Linked DNA regions of Gossypium hirsutum: region 1 is linked to region 2. Evidence: chromatin contacts called from public Hi-C data. All regions are on one chromosome and are shown on one strand. The core of a region is the stretch at or near the end of the contact, and the rest is flanking DNA. Distances in the headings are between cores, read along the strand shown. Region 1 holds the start of LOC107914260. Region 2 holds the start of LOC107914255 (phosphoinositide phosphatase SAC6).

Region 1 (5,967 bases), core at 383-2,882, 150 kb after region 2:
CAAAGACTAAGTTACTAGTAGTACAAAAAAAAAAACCATCATATCAGAATATAAGCATTAAAAGCAAAACAAAGCAAATGAATGTACCTGGTGGTATGGATGCATTGCAATTTTTGCACTGCAAAAACAGCCGATTGGATCAGAAAAATAACATGGAATATTTTGTAGAATTCGTAATGAGTAAAAAGAAGAAAGCTGAATCCAGTTTAGGCAGCAAGATAAGACCTGTGAACGTGAAGAGTAATTATGGAAGCCACAGTTGCAAATCCAGTCACCATTTCGCCATCCCTTTGGAACAGAAAGGGGCTGATTACCAGGATTTGCATATGCCCCAGGAGATTGGTTTCCAGCAACAGGCCATGTTGGTGCTGACTGAAGTCCACAATTATCAGCCCCTCCCACAGACCAATTGGAACTCAAAGGAAGGAACTGTTGGGGAGCACCACTGCCTACAAATCCAACATTCATCTTTTGCTCCAGTGCTCCTAGGGCCCTTGCAAAATAATGTGAATAGGTTGGGAGAGAAGCTCCAGGCATTGCAATTGCTGGCATTGCTGCAATCTCCTTTGGTTGCCCGCACTTTTTGCACTTCTCTCTTGATGCATAATTGTTGTTAGTGCAAGCTATTGATCCATTGCCACACACACCCCAACCCACAATGCAGCCACGAAGAGGACAAGGAAGCCAAGCACACGCACACCAACCAGTTCATCCCATACCAAAGTAAACATACAAAAAACACAAACCACTCAACCTAATTGATACTGATTTCCTAACCTCAACTTCGCAAAGCACATATCACTATATTTCATTTAACATGTTACATTCATAAACATACAACAGCCAAAAGTTATGCTTTCGAAATGGCAACTCTGTCAACAATTACCATAAAACCAGCTGTTTTACCACGAATTAACATAAGTAAAGCAGAAAAAAGTTCAATAAAACTCTCCCCAAGTCATTGTTTAAAGACAACCCATCGTAAATCTTTAATTAGGCAAAGGAAATATGGAATTTTGACAAGCCCTTTGTTCTATCTCAGCTAATGAAATTCCAACTATTATCAAAGCTAATAACACAGATAAACTCCAGAACCCAACTTTTGATGTATAGTCTTAAATTGAATAATTGAATCAACCAACATGAGTAATAAGAGGAAATAATAAGGAAAAAAAGCCCAAGAAAAGAGAAAGAAGTATAAACTGACCAGTGCAGATCCAATCACCAATACGAGGAAGCCATTTGGAATCAGCAGGAGTTTTGGTGTCAACGAGAAGACGAGGCTGCTTACATCTGTTACAGAAGGATCTAAAGGCATAGTTCCTGTTCTTGCATCCACTGCACTCCCAGTCTCCTTCTCTCCCTTCTCCCATTCCTTCCCCTCCCCTATTAATCGTTTGTTTATGTACAAATCAAAAGAATAATAAGAGCTTGTTGCTTGGGAAGCAGGAGAAAGTAAGAGGGGAGGTCGGGGGCACCCTGTAGAAATTTGAAAAATGAAAATTGCTGCAAATTGTGAAAGTCTTGGGAGTTGGGATCGATGGAGCGCAACAAATATCAAAGAATGTGGTGAAAGAAAGTTCTTCGTCAGACAAGGCAGGGCCTAAAGACCGAGAGAGATGAGGGCCATCAGGCTAATTTCTACTCTTACTTGGGATTAAAATTAAGCCTCTATTGTTGTAAGGTGCTTGCTTATGTGGGCTTTCTTTAGGCTTCAGGGTACAGGCCCATCTTTTCTCGGCTCAAATATCACCATGCATTGCAAGGTTATCAAGATTCTCGACTCAAAAACTATGGCTTCAGCGTCAACCTTGTTTCAAGATCAGGGCAGTGAGTAGTACTGATATATGGAGGTGTTATACACGTTAGTCAAACACATATTTAGAATGATAAATAAATTTTAAAACAGATTTAGAATGAGTTTAATTTAAGCTCAATCCATATATTATCAATCTAGATAATCATCTCAATGTTCTTATTTTTAGGAATTAATCATGTTTCGTTAGCTAGGACAAGTTATCTCCCTAATCTTTTTTTTTTATTTTAAACCATTCTTACTTCACATTAATATCTAAACAAATAATTTTTTAAAAAAATAAATTTTCATTATAAATCAAAGAAAATGGTGGTGTTAAATGTTTCACTACATCCCACGTCTCAATCCATTACCAAAAACAAAACAAATGAACAAACTTTTTCAAAGAAAAAAACCAGCAAACGAACAGACACCATTAAAACAAATAACAGCACCTTCCTTCAATTCCGATGAAAACCCAATCAGATCTCTCCGTGGCAGCGCCCCATATTATCCTTGCGTATGCACTCTGACAGATCAAGAGGAAAGGAACTTTGGAGACCAAATGGAGGTAAAAATGATAGGCATCTCCAAAACTAACTGTCGACCTTCATCTTCGAAAAACCCAGCGCTGCAAATCTCTAAAAAAATAGTTTTTTACTGGGTAAACTACCAAAATAGTCACTTTTTTTGCTCAAATTACATTTTAGTCACTTATGTTTGAAATGTTACGTTTTAGTCACTTATGTTATCACGTTGTAACATTTTAGTCACTGAGCCGTTAGTTTCTGTTAACGGTGTAACAGTAAACTGATGTGGCACATTAAATCATTATTTCAAACAAAAATTCTAAGTTAATTTATACAATCGGTCCCCATATTTTTTCGTTTAGAGCAATTTAATTTTTTTCTTTTATGTTTTTTTTAACTTTCTTTCTTTTCCATTCTCTTATGTTTCTCCCTTTGTTTTACTCCCTTCTCCATTTCTTTCAACGTAGTTTTTCTATGTTTTTTTTGAACAATTTAATTTTTTTCGAGTGAGACAAGCTTGTGGACTAGTTACAAATGGAAAGCATAGAAAAACTATGTTCAAAGAAATGAAAAAGGGGGGGAATAGAGGGAGAAGCATAAGAGAATGAAAAAAAAAGTTAAAAGAACATATAAAAGAAAATTTTTAAATTGTTGAAAATGAAAAAATATAGGGACCAATTGTAGAATTTAACCTAAAATTTTCATTTGAAATGATGATTTAATGTGCCACAACAACTTACCATTACACCATTGTCGATAATTAACGACTCAATGACTAAAATGTTACAACACAATAACGTAAGTGACTAAAACGTAACATTTCAAACATAAGTGACTAAAATGTAACCTAAGACAAACAGAAGTGACAATTTTAGCAGTTTACCCATTTTTTAATGCATTTAAAAGTTATGTCATATCTAATAATCATATCCAACAATTACACACTTTGTGTAATACACACAAATTTATTTAAAAAAAGTAAGGCATCGCTCATAAAACCCAATTACGCGAAATATTATCATTTATAAATTATTACTACAGTTTAAACAAGTTCTTCATCCCAATTTTCATGCCTTTGGGTGGGAAATAAAATTTGGTAAACTATAAAAATAGTCACTTCACTATGCTTTTGGTTTTATTTTAAGCATCCAACAATTAATTTTTCAAAATTAAATATTTTAATCACTCTTCCATTAATTGTCAGAGAAAATTGACTTGACTTTTATTTATTAGCCTAATAATAAATTTAACCCTCAATTTGATATTAAAGTTTTAAAAAATCAATGTTTATAAAAATTTTTATTTAAATTTTAAAAAATTCAATAAAATTAACCTTCAACATTTACAAAATCTATCAATTTAATATTAAAAGCTTTAAAAATATTTTTAGATAAAAATGATTAAAAAAAAACTGGATTCAAATCTACTAAACCCTCTTGTTAATACCAAAAGTAATAAAATTGATAAATTTATCATAATATGGATTAAATGAGGTTTGGTGTTAGTATTTTTATGGTTTGGTTGTAGGTAATTGGGATTGAAATGCGTGTGTGCAACATTCCTTTTCAAGGAATAAATGGACAATGAAACTGTACAAAAAGAGTAAAACCTCTTATTTTCTTTGGTTTTCCATCACCTTTTTTATTCTAATTTATCATTATATACTTTATTTACATGGAATCACAGTGGCACCAATTTAGTAATCTTAATTTATCTTGAGGGACTTAAGACCTAAAATAAGTCAGTTCGTGTTTAAGATAAGAATATATCTACATTTTCGTTCACTTAACTAACTAGGCTTAATTGATGCAATTAAATTTTACATTTGCTATTAATTATATTAGTTTAATGAAGAGTTCAAGTGCATAATTTGATTTACTACTTTGAGAATTTACTTCTATTACGTATTTATTTAGTTTTTTTTTCAATAAAAATAGAACCTATAATCTATATAAAAAGCACGAGTTTGAAATTTTTTTTGAACTGATGAGAATGTTTTTTTTATCATATCACTAAATTTATATTTAAAAATAAATATAATATTTAATTTAGAATTATTAGTTAAAAAAGTTGAAGTAAAATACAAATTGTGATAATTATACATCTAAAAATATTTATAATTTTGTAGAAGTTCTGGGGCAAATTACAAAAAAAGCCCTATTTTTTAAAAATTTACCAAAATGGGCCCAACAAATAATTATTTCCCGGAATGGGCCCATACCGAGAAAACGCGTCCACGTCTACGCGCTATCTGCTGACGTGGCAACAAAACGCGTCCTCAAGGGCACGCTTTGTCCATGTGGACAGAAAGCGCGCTGACGTGGACGCGTTTTCCTGCCACGTCAGTGCGTCCCTGGGGACTTGTTTTCCCCGCACGTGAACAGTGCAATGGCTATTTTTGACCGTTGGTGAACTCCCCAACGGTAAAAGAAAAACTATAAAAAACCCCCCACCTTTCATTTTTTTCACAAATTAATCATTTCTCTATTATTCTCTTGACAACATCTCAATTTCCTCTCAAAACCCCCCACCTTTCATTTTTTTCACAAATTAATCATTTCTCTATTATTCTCTTGACAACATCTCAATTTCCTCTCAATTTGCTCTCAATTTCCTTCCAAATTTCTCTCAAATCCCTATTTAATCTCAATTTGCTCTCAATTTGCTCTCAAATTTCTCTTAAATATTTATTTTTTAATTATTTTTAAAAAAATTCTAATTTTTTTAATTTTTTTTAAATCGTAAAAATTTGTATGAATTTAGCAATGGCCGGAGATTTGATTCGTCTTGATAACAAGCACATATCCGTCGAACAAATGAAAATGGTAAGTGTTAAATTTATTTTTTAAATATTATTTAAGATTTTTTTATTTATGCATTTTTAAATAATTATTAATTTATTATTTGTTATAAAAGTTTGTAGATCAGATATTGGAATGCTATATATCCGTAATATGCATGGTCCTCCATCACCGTTGGTAGAGAATTACCTGCGGGAAGTGGGTTTTTGGCACGTGGCAACGGTAGGTCGGGGATGCAAGTTGGACCCGAAACTTATCAGTGCGTTGATTGAGAGGTGGAGACCCGAGACACACACATTCCATCTTCCATGTGGAGAGTGCACTATCACTTTGGAAGATGTCAATCTGCAATTGGGATTGTCGGTGGACGGGAACCCAGTCATCGGGTCTGTTCAATCTGGCAATTGGGGAGCGGTGTGCTATGAGCTTTTGGGCGTTATTCCGGAGAAAATTAACGGAGGTCGGATCGAGATGGGCTGGTTACGAGACACATTCCCGGATCCGGATGATGATTCAACCGAAGTAGAAAGAATCCGATATGCTCGAACATACATTCTTCAGATAATTAGAGGTTATCTGATGTCGGACTTGTCACGGAACCTCGTACATCTAAAATGGCTGCTGAAACTCATTGATTTTAGAGCAGCTGGTGAATTGAGTTAGGGGTCTGCCGTGTTGGCAACATTATATTGAGAGATGTGCTGGGCGACACGACCGAGTAAAGAGAAAATCAGAGGTTGCCTGTCACTACTGCAATCATGGGCAGGGTTTCGCTTTCTATTTTTACGTCCTCGAGTGGACCACCCATATACATTCCCACTCATAACGAGGTAAATTTTAT
Region 2 (5,442 bases), core at 981-3,480:
ATGACAGAATACTGCTGCATGAAATTGGAAAGCTACTCAGAAAGAAGACTAACCTTCTTGTCTATAAGTGCTTCCAACATATAACTGTTCCAAAGAAATCTAGGTTCTGCCTGTGGCAAACATTTTGGGGGACAAGGAAAAGTCCCTTTACTTAGTGACTTAGTGGCAATGAAGAATTAAATGGAAATATCAATGAAAATTTAACACTGCACTTCTAGAGGCTACCATAAAAGCAAAGCTGTTTGAGATCAGTGGCAGATCATCTAATAATCTTACAATTAGAAAATAAGGGGAGCAATATTTGTATCAATTACTTTAAAAATGAACCATTTACCTGTCTCCATAGAGGAAGCATTTTGGACTCATTTCCCAGATCATATAATCGCTGAGTACTGTAGTGCACCAAATCATATAACCCTTACTTTCAACTTAAATAGAATATTCAAAGTGAATATAAAAAAAAGATTTGCAAAATGAAAAAGGGGTGTGTGTGTGTGTGTGTAATTGTTAATATCTCCTGAAGGCCTATAAACTTATACTTAGCAATTATCAGTACAAATACAAGGCTGATTTGGTAGTGTGGACTGTGGAGACTTTAAGTAAACTGCTTTGGATGGAAGTTTTGCATTGAGAAGACATTACTCAAAAAGCAGTTGTGCACAGAAAATCTGTTTCGGCTGAGATGTATTCTTTTTTAGAAAGAAATTTGTTCTAACTATGCATATATACAGAGGTCTAATTTGATACAACAGTTCACCTCAGTGTTAAATTGGTGTCATAAGAGAAATAGAGTCCAGTAGTCCTCTCTGCAACTTTTAGCAGCCGAGAAAATTCATTCTCCACCTTTTTCTGCCGAAGTTGGTATAAAAGATTCTTGTGTTAAACAATTAATAATCAGCTTTCTAGAAGAAAAAGTGAGGAAACAGCCAATATACCTGTTCCGGAGTAGAGTTTTTAACAGAATGAACACAGGGAAGAACCTTCAAGGATATAACTTTGAAGATGGGATGCCCCAAGTAAGATCCAACACATTTTCTCTCAGTTATAACAAATAAATAAGACCCTAAACATAAAATTTAACACTTTAAAATTATAGGAGAAACCACAGGGCCAATTCAGACAAGAGAATACAAAGAAAAAGAAAAGAAAACTAATTTCAACTCCATTTGATATTCTAGATCCGTATGCCAAAACTGCTCTAATCAGGCACTACAGTTTCACTGATCAATTAGGTCCCGGTTTTTTTTTTTTTCATTTCATGAAACTGCCTTAAGAAATTATCAAGATGAACAAAAGCTACAACCATTTGTCTGAATTAACCAACTGAACAGAGAATAAAGGAAAATCAGAAATTTATCATACCCGCTACAAGTTTTAGCATTCCAACTACTCCAAAAATCATTTGAATCTTAGGAACACGGAAAGAGCTGCATTCTGGAATACTATCTAAAAAAGAGATAAATAGGTCCAGTAAATCAGCAAGCAAATATTGAAAAGGGAGGCATAGAATGATAGACAAGATAAAAACAACCCACCAATGAGCTTCATTGAGGCATCAACAAGACTAATCGAAAGGGAGGAGGAAGCAGAAGAGCCATCGGTGGGTTCGATCACATATTCATCAGGGAATTCCCATAACCGCATCCTTGTATATAGCTTTTGGACTGGCTCAGCCTTCTCCTTCATTATTGGAGTTATATTTCACAAAAAAAAATCATAAAAGTAAAACAAAAAAGGAATCAAATTTGCCAAGTATCCAAGTAGGTAGAATTGGACGAAGGTGAAGGGAGAAAAGGAATAGTAAAAATTGGCTATTGCAGGCAGCCAAAGAGACAACAGAGATTAGGAAAAGGAAAAGAGGAGTAAAGGCAAGAGTTGAAGTGATGCAGCGATGAATGTTGTTGTTGGATAGGATTTTGCGGTTGTGGCAAATAAAAGATAGGCGGAGGAGGGAGGGAGGGACGGCGAGTATGCTCAACAAGTCAACCCTCGGCCTACAGTTTAACTATATCAGCTGATAGATGGTGGTGAGGTGGGCAGGACACTGAGATTGACATGGCTCAACTGGTAACATTATCTCTTTCCCTCCAATTCTATCATCAAATTCAGAGCTGGAGACTGAGTTTTTCAAAAAGGGCTGCTAAGGAGAAGATGGTAGAGCTCCAGACACGCAAATCTTCTATCTAGAATTCTATGCCCGCCTTTGTTTGGAGTTGACCAGTTGCCGATTTTCAAATGATATTTTTTTTGGTGAAAAAAAGGGAAATAATAATATTAAAAATAGGTCAAAAGTCTGCCCCCAGCCTATACTATTATTTTAGTCACTATACATTAAACTTTTATTTAAATTATTAATTATTATAATTTATTGTTAAATTAATCATAATTTAGATAAAATATATCATATCCAACTTATTTATTCATGATCAAATTCTACCCATAAAAAAAAATCCAACCATCCCTTAAAAAGTTAATGTGTTTTTGAACTATTACGTGACTGAACAAAATTCGAACACGATGGTTGGGTTTTTTTATGGATCATGTCAAATTATGGGTAAATCAATTGTTAGTGATATATTTTGTTTAAATTTTTAGTAATTTAACAATAAATTATAAGGAAGTCAAGATTTTTGGATAAATTTTAATATATAAAAACTAATTTGATGCATTTTTAGTAGAAGAACTAAAAGAAACTTTACATAATAGAGACTCTTGGTAGACTTTGACCAATAAAAAATTATGTAATCTGTCATATTATTGTATTTATTAAAATATGGATAAATTATACCCAAAGTCACTAAACTATTAGTAAGTTTACATTTTGGTCATTCAACTTCAAAAGGTTACAAAGTTGTCACTTACCTATTTAAATGTTTTCATTTAAGTCCACTAAACTATCCAAAAGTTTTTATTTAAGTCACGGAGCTGTTAAGTTAAAAATAATAATTTGACTAGCAAGCTCCAAGTGACGATTCGATAACCAGTACAATAGATCAATACCTATTAAAAAGTAGAATAATATACCTTAGGTCTAAGTCGATTTGATGGCCAGAACCGAAGATCGAAGAAGAAAACTGTTTGAATTTTAGTTTGTAGATTCATGATAGTCAAAGTTGTTTCATAAAAAAAATTAAATTGTAAAAAAAGGGGGGGGAATGAGAGCTTTTGATTGGTACAAGTGATATGAACATAAAATATCATACAACAACGATTTTAATATCCAGTGACTGAAATTAGAATTTTCGAATAGCTTAGTAACTATTTTCTATTTTTTTTAAGTTGACTTATTAGAATATAAACTTACTAATAATTTAGTGACTTTAGATATAATTTACCCTAAAAATATAGTCATGTCACTAATAATATAAAAAAATAATTGCAAAAAATAGTTATAACCTAAAGTTATATAATAAATGTTTCTTTTTCAAAAAATAATAAATGTTCTTTTCCCCAAAATGTAAGAATTTTTAATATTATAAAAAAAACATCTATGTTATGCATGCTAATAAGTGGATATTCAACCTTTCATTTCTTATAGTCCCTTTCCTATTTATGTATTATAAAATAAAAAATCTAATGTATATGAATATATATAATAGAAAATAAGAGAAATGTAATAAAAATCCTTCTTATTCTCATTCTTTACATAATTATTATTATTTTATAATAACACTTCTGGAATAGAAATTTAAGAGGATTTAAAGTCATCTAAAATTAAGGAATTTTAAAAATTCTGATTTTATTTTGTAAAAGTTGAAATTCAATTTAAAATTTTGATAGTATTCTTACAAATTAGATGTCCCGTTCGAAATCCGTCGTTGGTCGGTTTTATACTGTATAGATGGGCTAAATTGGTTATATATATGTCATATTTTGCATTTTAGGTCGATTTCTGTAATTTTAGAGAAATAGATCGATTTTGGAGAGAGTTTGTAAAAATACATCCAGTTGGAAGTGTTTTCTGCATGGTTGGCAGGAAAGCATGCACGTTTTCCCTTTAAGATGTATTTTCTGATTTATTTTAACAAAATAAATTGTTCGATGCTTAAATGTTAGAGATTTTGTTTTTTAATTTTGAGTTTGATTCATTTCCTACTCACATTTGTATTTTTTATTTCATGTTGTTCTAGGCTTTTTTATTTTTAATTAATATTTTTAATACATTAGCTCATTGGGTTAAATGATTTCATTTTAAAATTCTAGGTTCAATTCCTCTTCTAAGCACATTTGTAATTTTTATTTCATCATGTTTAAAGCTTTTTTTTATTTTTAATTATAAAATAAAATAATAAATATGTAATTATATAATAAAAATCAACTAATTTTGTTGTTATATCTTTATTTATATATAAGATTTATTTTCTCCCTGTATATTGTGGGTATGATGATTTCTAATATTATAAAATGAAATAATTATTTCAAATATAATTACAAATGTGTTTAGAAGATGAATTGAATTGAACCTAAGACTTAAGAATGAAATCATTATTATTAAACCATTTAACCAAATAAGTTAATATGTTGAAAATATTAATTAAAAATAAAAAAAAAAGTTTAGAACAACATGAAATAAAAAATACAAATGTGAGTAAGAGAGGAATCAAACCCGAGACTAAAAAATAAAACAACTAACATTTAGCCATATAATCGAAGGAACTAACAATACTAAAAAAATTTTAAAAAAATGCGTCTTAAAGGGAAAATGCGCCCGATTAGGCACATTTTCCTGTCAACTGTGCAAAAAACACTTTTTAGCTTAATGCGTTTTAATACTCTCTCTCCAAAATAAACCTACTTCCCTAAATATCACAAAAATTGACTTAAAATGCAATTTTTTTTGAACGACGTATATAGCCAATTGACTGATGAATATAGGAGTCGAACTGGGCTTATATATATGTGTGCACGAGAGAGGGAGGGAGGGAGGGAAGGGGGGAGAGAGAGAATTCATTCATTCATTCCATGAATGGGATCATACAATTTGGTGAAACAAACAACAAACAACAAACAGCCGCCGTTGGTGGTCAAGGACAAAACTTCATCAACACGATAAAGGCTTTAGCCTCAACATCAATAGAACATTACATCATGTTGACAACTGACTTTGTCATAACTCAAGTATGACATATCTGGAGTGATTGCAAGCACCTATCATGATAAGGAAACCAACATTGGATGTGATTGGAAGCACCTATCATGATAATGAAACCAACATTGGATGGTCCAAAGAGGCGGCCAAAATCGACAAAAGAACCGAGTATCCACCAAATTGGAGAGGATGGTGACAAAACCATTCTTAAAAGCACTTGCAAAAGCAAGACTACATGCATAAGTAAGACCAAAAAACTTGTAGAAGACAAGACAATAACTTTCAAAATGGAATAAGCAATGAAAAACAAACAAAAAAAATAACTTAAGACAACACATGTCCAAATCGACTCG

The links. Hi-C and Micro-C count contacts between places; a contact is called where the count stands out from the background.
Region 1: a Hi-C map of leaf shows a contact between it and region 2, with 1.9 times the contacts expected there. The contact joins the promoter of LOC107914260 here to the promoter of LOC107914255 in region 2. A contact is called at or near these places in 2 of 34 Hi-C or Micro-C datasets (hypocotyl and leaf).

The regions. Positions count from the first base shown.
Region 1 is chrD10:11,714,779-11,720,745 of Gossypium_hirsutum_v2.1, forward strand. LOC107914260 reads right to left here and starts at 1,633. Exons shown (of 11, transcript XR_005919677.1): 1 at 1,208-1,633; 2 at 226-623; 3 at 88-118.
Region 2 is chrD10:11,567,849-11,573,290 of Gossypium_hirsutum_v2.1, forward strand. It overlaps LOC107914255 (phosphoinositide phosphatase SAC6), which reads right to left and starts at 2,231. Exons shown (of 20, transcript XM_016843116.2): 1 at 1,536-2,231; 2 at 1,363-1,446; 3 at 936-1,063; 4 at 758-849; 5 at 335-392; 6 at 54-110. The coding sequence starts at 1,686.